Regions from separate parts of the Mus musculus genome. Here region 2 is linked to region 1. Evidence: chromatin contacts called from public HiChIP or PLAC-seq data. All regions are on one chromosome and are shown on one strand. Each heading gives the region's core, a stretch centred on a gene start, on an enhancer-like site or on the middle of the called end of the contact. The rest is flanking DNA. Distances are from core to core; before and after follow the strand shown. Region 1 overlaps Ptk2b (PTK2 protein tyrosine kinase 2 beta). Region 2 holds the start of 1700001G11Rik (RIKEN cDNA 1700001G11 gene).

The links. HiChIP or PLAC-seq counts read pairs in DNA pulled down with a chosen protein or histone mark.
Region 2: a BATF HiChIP or PLAC-seq map of CD8 T cells shows a contact between it and region 1, with 14 read pairs. The contact joins the promoter of 1700001G11Rik here to the enhancer-like site in region 1. A contact is called at or near these places in 3 of 15 datasets of contacts at CTCF or cohesin (CD8 T cells, the G1E-ER4 cell line and the NIH/3T3 cell line), 13 of 484 Hi-C or Micro-C datasets (CD4 T cells, CD8 T cells, the G1E-ER4 cell line and 9 more), 14 of 115 datasets of contacts at active chromatin or transcription factors (CD8 T cells, the HPC-7 cell line, Th17 cells and 9 more) and 2 of 9 other capture datasets (adipose tissue and pancreatic islet).

Annotation. Positions count from the first base shown.
Region 1 is chr14:66,256,134-66,259,765 of GRCm38.p6, reverse strand. The region is part of intron 1 of Ptk2b (PTK2 protein tyrosine kinase 2 beta); the gene reads left to right. Among named protein-coding and RNA genes, the nearest start is that of Ptk2b, 23 kb to the left of the region's middle. Within about 2 kb of position 1,920, at least 182 of the 459 cell types and tissues checked have an H3K27ac peak or open chromatin away from gene starts, as enhancers often do. A contact at or near this core is called in CD8 T cells, the G1E-ER4 cell line, the HPC-7 cell line and 13 more, where this site is marked.
Region 2 is chr14:66,295,361-66,298,992 of GRCm38.p6, reverse strand. It overlaps 1700001G11Rik (RIKEN cDNA 1700001G11 gene), which reads left to right and starts at 1,864. Exons shown (of 3, transcript NR_038077.1): 1 at 1,864-2,184; 2 at 2,849-3,038; 3 at 3,407-3,632. Trim35 (tripartite motif-containing 35) reads right to left here and starts at 1,968. Exons shown (of 6, transcript NM_029979.3): 1 at 1,444-1,968. The coding sequence starts at 1,923.

The DNA of each region.
Region 1 (3,632 bases), core at 671-3,170:
TAAGCCAAACCCAGCTTCTGGTTGGCGTCTCAGGACTCAGGGTCCTGCAGAAACCAGAGGAGAGCTGAGCTGCACTGCTTGGCAGCTGGGAAAGCAGGCTCAACAGCCATGCGTTCTCTCCTTCACCTTGGAATTGGACCCTTGAGTATAGGACTTGACCTGTCTATTAGAAGAGCTGCTTGCAAGGCCCAAAGAAGATAAATGCACTGATATACTCTACACACCCTGAGCCTCTTTACAGATTTTTGAGAGAAGAATTTTCTTGGGGAAAAAAAATCTGGTCTTGTTTTTGCCGTGAGATGGAAAAAGATAGCTAAGACTGAAACAGATACATGTCAGTCACCCATTCTTTGATGACCTTGGTGGCAACATCAAACCCTTTTAAGATGCTCTATCTCGAAGCTGTCAGAATAAATTATAGCCACACTTCTACCTTTTCTTTCCTTGGGCCCCATGATTAAGGTGGCTAGGTGGCACCTAGTTAGGACTTTAAGAACATTTTACAGGCCTCTTCTAATTCTGGCTGGGGAACAAAAACCAAATGAGTCAGAAGCTAACCAAGGCTGAGTTGAGGTGCTGAGAGAGCAGTCCCTGAGGTGGGTGTTTGGGGTTTATGTCACCTGTACTTCCATGGCAATTACGTGGTAGCTGGGTGAAGGGCAAATTTGCAAATGCAGGCTTTCTGGAGGCAAGAGGTGGCAAAGCACACTCCATAGGTGGTTTAGAGTAAGTCAAATAGAATTTGGGTGTTATTGGATCTCGAAGGTTGGGAGTCTGGCCAAAGATGAACAGACATTCCAGAGGCATGAGCGCTTTGCCCGAACACCTACCCTTAGGCAATTGGAGGCTTGTCTCATAAAGGAAGATCTCTACGGGAAAGGTAGGAAACCCAGCAAGCTCTCAAGGCTCCTTCTCTCACCGGACGATACTTTTCAAAGCCCTTAGAAAGGGGCATGTGCAGCTTCACCGAGCGAGCGAGTTTACCAACCCCCACCCCCTCAATCGTGCAACGTCATTGAGGAGCTAAGCAGGGCTTCTTGCTAAAACTCCTGCTTTTTAATTAAAAGAAAAACAAAAACAAAACCTTAATCCCTAGAAGTTAAATATACCACAGAGGTCAACCAGTGACCTAGTTAGAGCTAGCTTTGAAAAGACAGAGGGATTTGATGAGGATCTACGGGGAGGCAGATTTACCAATTTTCTACCCAGACAGCTAGAATAGTAGGTCATAACCAAAGGCAGTTAAGTCAAGAGAGACTCTGGCAACTGCCCAACCTACCCACCATTCACAGCTTAGGAAACTGTTTCCCAAGATGCGACTGGAGGTTAACTGTGAACACTTAAAAAAAATGTTTCTTTTACATTGCAAATAAAAATACCTAACTAAAACAATAGAAGAGCATTTACCCAAGGCTCTGCTATAACATGGAGGCAGTCTCTGTCCAGATTCCCCGAATCTGTTGACTTCCATACCTCTGCTTACTCCAGTGCAACTCTAGGCAAGGCTGGGACTGGATCTCCAAAAAGATCTTTTACAATCCCAGAGTAGGTTTTTTTTTTTTTTAACCATTTTAAACATTAAATTGTCAACACTTCACAAGTCACAGGATCATTTCAGACACATTATCTTTTGAATAAAACATAGACATAGTCTATGGGGAAATGTTAATCATGAAATATCAGTCTTAAGCCACTTTCTCAAAACACACCTGCTGCAATGGGGTTAAAGCTGCCTGCCCAGGGCTGATGTGAAAGTAGACCGTGTGTTTGGTTTCTGTAAGCCACGGCCCACGTAGCAGGCAGGGAAACAGGGCTAACGGGGTGGGGAAAAGCAGTTTGAACACCTTCCCCCGCACAGGCTCTTGTCTACAGCTTTTGTTCCCAGCGTCTCTTCAATAAATATGACTCAGTCTGATGTTCGGGTTCCACTTCCTCTGGGCAGGGAGCTGACTCTGTGCTGCCTATCCTGGGTGACTCAGGGGCCCATGGGCAGGGCTGTGTCTTCTTTGCTCAGCCAACCCAGCTCCCTTCTGTCGTGGGATCTCTGCTCTTCTTCGATTCTCCAGCTTTCTGTATGCTCAATGAAGAACTACGGTGGCGTCTCTCCCCGCCCCACTGTACATAGATCTTGGTGAGCAGCCAAAGGGCTTTTTTTACACCCACTTACTCCTCTGCATGAGGTATGGAAGGCCAAGTGAGGGTCACAATGGATTCCTGTGAGAAACACAAATAAAAACCAAGAGCTGGAGAGATGGCTCAGCCGGTAAGGGCACCGGCTGCTCTTCCAGAGGACCCCAGTCTGATTCTTAGCATCCACACAGTAACTTACAATTGTCCAAAACTTCAGTTCCAGGGCATCCAATGCCTCCTTCTAGACTCCATACTTCCAGACTGTGGTGCAAATGCTACATGCAGGCATAATACTCATACACATAAAATAATAATAATATAAAGATAAAACATTATAAAGACACCCCCCCCACACACACACACACTGAACCAAGAGAAGCCTTTTAGCCTCTCCTTTCTCTTCTAAATGCCCATCAAGGTAAGCAGGTACTTCACTGGGCAGGGGCAGGCGGGGATTGGGGTAGTAAGAGACCCCATACTTGTGAACCTGTGTTTTGCCATAAGAGTCAGCCAGAGACTATGGAGATAGATCCATGTCTTGTGGGCATGAGCAGCTGAGTTCAGTTTCCAAGCGTTCATGTAAAAGAAAGCTGAGCCTGGTGGTTTTCACTTCTATTCTAAACACTAGAGAGATGGAGACAGGTGAATCCTTAAAGTTCACAGGTGAAGCAGCAAACCTCCTCAGCCAGATTCAAGCCAGTGAAAAATAGGAGACGAGTGGAACCTGGGGAAAGATACCTAAAGTTGTCCTCTTGCTTCTACACACACACACACACACACACACACACACACACACACACACACACACACCAGCCATACTAACAACTTTATCTATCTAGATGCATATTTTTCTAAACTCAGGACGGTTTTGTATCGAAACCAGTAACATTTTCTTCAAGAACAAAATATAATGATTCAGAATAGTAAACATTTTCGCTATATGATTTAAAAGATTTATTCAGCATTAACTATGAGAGAGCACTAGAAATTGATTCAGGTTTTTCATTGATGGAGCTTGTGATGGATTGACTAAGATGCCCCCCATAGTCTTGGGTATGCAAACATTTGTTTCCCAGTTGGTGGTGCTCTTTGGGAAGTTTAGGAAGTGCGGGCTTGTTGAAAGAAGTGCATCACTGGAGATGGGCTTTGAGGATTTAAAGACACGAGCCACTTCTGGCTCGCTGTCTCTGCTTCGTGCTTAGGGTTCGGGATGTGATCTCTTAGCTTCCTGCTCTCGCCACCACCCCTTTACTTTGCATCATGGACTTGATCCCTAAGGAACTGAAAGCCCAACGGAACTCTTTCTTCTATAAGTTGCCTTGGCCATGGTGTTTTATCACAGCAATAGAAAATTAGCCAATGCAGGGCCATTAATTTTGGAGGCAGTGTGTGATGAGAGACTTTAGGTAAAGGTGGTATGGCAGAGGGAGTGATAACAGTAAGCTGTGAATCGTTCTTGGTTTTAGGGGATGGCCCACCCTGTCCATGAGAGTACCCCTATT
Region 2 (3,632 bases), core at 615-3,114, 39 kb before region 1:
AGAATCTTCTATATGCTGCAGCATCTTCTTGCAAAAACCTCCCCTCACCTCCTTCACCTGGTTAATGCCTCTAGGTTCTTTAGATTTTTGCTAGAAGCTCCCAGAGAGTGGGAATTATTACCACCTATCTCACTTCCAGTGTCCCTCGGACCTCCTAATCAAAACGAGGCAGCCAGCAAGAACAGAAGGCAGTCTCCAGGCCCACACGCTCTCTGTCCCCTGGATCACAGGCCTTCGGTTGATGTTTTACCCCATTCTGAGGACACCACCCATGCTAATCAGTACCTTTGCTAGCCCAGGGGAATTCGAACCAGGACCTAAACTTCTAGGCTGTCTATTTCAGCTATGCCAAATAAGAGATCTAGCACTAATGAACGAGGGAACAGGCACTATGAACCACTGCTGAGCTAATATGATGGATAACTGGAGGAACGTGGATGTAGACAGCACCCATCTGCTCTGCTTCCAATCTGTATGGAGCTGCCATCAACTGCTGATTCTCAAAAAAAGACATTTCACCAAGTGGAGAAAGGGCGTCTGAAGATCAGGCCCAGTGGGCTCTTACAGTACCTCCTTTTCACTATGTCAGGCTTCCTAGTGGCTAACCCTGGGCCCTCCCAACTGTGGGTCTGACCCGTGTGTTAGTGGCTGATGAAACAAATTTAGCTGTTTCAGTACATCAATGACTTTAAACGAGAAAAGTAACAAGATACTGCCAGAGTAAAATGGACATTTCAGAAACCCTTTAAAAAAAGAAAAATCAGTCAATATGTCAGTATGAATGTTTTGGAAAGCAATGGAGCATGCATATCTAAGCGATTAGGTCAAATTGTTATCGAAAATGTCTGCCTTTTTTTTTTTTTTTTTTCTGTTTTAGAACAAAGACTTTTTCACTGGGCCTGGTGGCACAAGCCTGCAATCTCAGCCACTCGAAAGGCTGAGGCAAGCAAAGAAAAGTTCAAGGCCATCCTGGCTAATTTAAGAGCTTGGCTCAAAATCAAAAGTAGGCTTGGGGTGCAGCTGCGAGGTAAAGTACTTGCCTAGCGTGATCTCCTACAGCCCCGACACCCACCCTTCCCCGCCATGCTAGTTTTGCTGTGTCAGCTGCTCTTGGTTTAATTATAACCACTGGAACTCCAGATATTTGGATACTAAGAGTAAGAGGAGCAAGGCAGCAGGCAAGCGCCACAGGCCTTTCTTACGGCTCTGTAACCCGTTGATCAAGGCACTGCTGGGCAGGGGAAATCTCAAGGCCTTAGAACTCTGCTAGGTCCTGGCCTCTTCCATTTCTAAAATGACCGCGCCAAGCCCAAATGTCTGCAGACCATACTATTCCCCATCGTTGTTCAGATTGGCCTGGACCGGGGGCAAGATGGTTGCTAGGCCTGGAGGAGGGGGAGGGGCAGGCCGGGGGTCCCCAGGGCGGGCTGGCGCGGTGCTCACCCGGAAGTCTTGCGCAGTGTCCTTGATGGGCTGCACACGATGCTCTTGGTGCCGGGCGTCGGCCTGGCAAGCACAGCACAGCAGCTCCTTGTCCTCCAGGCAGAAGAGCGTGAGCGGGGCACGGTGCGCACGGCAGGGGCGCGGGGACCGGCGACCGGTCCAGCGCGCGCCCTCAGCCTCCTCGCGCAGCAAGGTCTCCACCAGGTTGTTGAGCGTGTGGTTGGTGCGCAGCTCCCCGGGCACCGCTCGTTCCTTGCACACCGGACACGAGGGCGTCGTCTGCACCTCCCAGCAGCCGCTCACGCACCGGCGGCAGAAGTTGTGGCCACAGCGCAGAGTTACTGCGTCGCGGAACGGGTCGTAGCACACGGCACACAGCAGCTCCTCTTTGAAGGAGCGCGAAGGCCCCGGGGACACAGAAGGGCCCGGCTCCATCGCAGGAGCAGCCGCCGTCACCACCACCGGTGTCGCCGCCTTCATGCCTAGCCTGCGGGCGTTGTCCCTGCTGAAGATCTGGGAGCTTAAGGCGGCTCCAACCAATCACGGATGGGCTTTGAGGGCGTGGACCCTCCCACTTCCGTCTTGCGCGGGGTCTCCCAGAGGAGGTGTGGTCCGCGATCTCCGTTAGCTCCAAGGCGGAAGGATCTGTCGTCCCACTGCAGTGTCGGGTTTCCGTTGTCAAATAGGAAGTGAAGCCACGGGCCGCCATCCTTAAGCAATTCCCGCTATCTCAGACTCCTGGTATAGATGGGAAGGGATGTCCATGGCTTAACTCCTGAGCTCCCTAGGTGGGGTCTGAACCTGGGCCCAAAGCAGTAGGGGGGGGGGAGGTCATGCAGCACTGGGAATGGTTTCTCAAAACCCTCACATAGGTCGTCCGCTGACTTTGGTCGGGCTTACTGCCACCTCGAGGTAGCGGGAAGACCTGAGGAGTTGAGATTCCCGGCTTGTGGTTGGATAAATGAGTTCCAGTGTAAAATGGTGGTTTCCGTGAAAAGGACGTGTGAGAACGAAATTAATAGGGAAGCATGCTCGTGGCATCTTCATTAAAGTCAGGGTGAGAAAGTCGTGATGAACATGCTTGTAATCTCAGCATTTGGGAGGCTGGGGCAGGAGGATCAAGAGTTTGAGACCAGCCTGGGTTACACAGGGACACTTAAAAAAAAAAAAAAAATCCACTTTGGATTCTGGCAAGAAAGGCAGTCTGAATGTTCCCAGCTGCCCATTCCTAGTTGATATTTGTAACCTTCCGCTGCTGTCTTACCCCAACATACACACTAATTCAGCAAGGCACTGCAGATTTGCAAATTCCTTGGGATCATATGAAACAATTTTTAAAAAATGCACTAGATAAACAATTACAAAAGGCAGTGTGTTTGGGTCTCTTTCCTATTCCTCTTGCCAGAACCACAGACGGGATGGTTTATAAAGAATAGAGGTTCCAGAGGCAGGGATATTCAAGAACTGTGTGCCAGCCTTCCTGCTGCATCTTGATGCGATAGAGAGAGTCACATGCCCAGACAGACAAGCCTGCCTGCTCAGATCTCACTTCTTCCTGTAAAGCCACTGGTGGTGTTTATGGAAAGTCCATGCTGGTAAGTTTTGTCAACTTGACGCAAGCTGGAGTCATTTGGAAAGAGGAAACCTGAAGGGAGAAAACATCTTATGGAAGAAACCATCCATAAGATGGTTCTGTAGGAGGCTTGATTGATTTGGGAAGGCCTAGTCCCCTGTGGGCTATGTCCCTCCCCCCATGCACTCCCTCAACCCCCCCCCCCCCAGGGCAGGTGCTTGTATAAAGAAGCAATCTGAGCAAGCCATGAGGAGCCACCTGTTAAGCAGTACCCCCTCCATGGTGGCCTCTTCAGTTCCTGCTTCCAGGTTCCTGCTTTGAGTTTCCCTGCCTTGGCATCCCTCAACAGACCATGACCCAGAGGTCTTTTGGCCATGGTTTCTTTCACAGGAATAGAGCTAACAAGGACTGGGCTCTGCCCTCATCGCCTCATTTGAAGAACCTCCTTCTACAAGCCTCATTTCAATTAGCAACTCCAATTTAAGGATTGAGTTTCCAAGGCATGGACTTTTGGGTGTCTGCTGAAACCCTGGCAAAGAAGGACGGCATGCCTACCTCCCTTCTAGCCTCCCCTCCTCTTTCTCTCTCCTCCTTTCTGTTTAAAGCAGAGATCAAG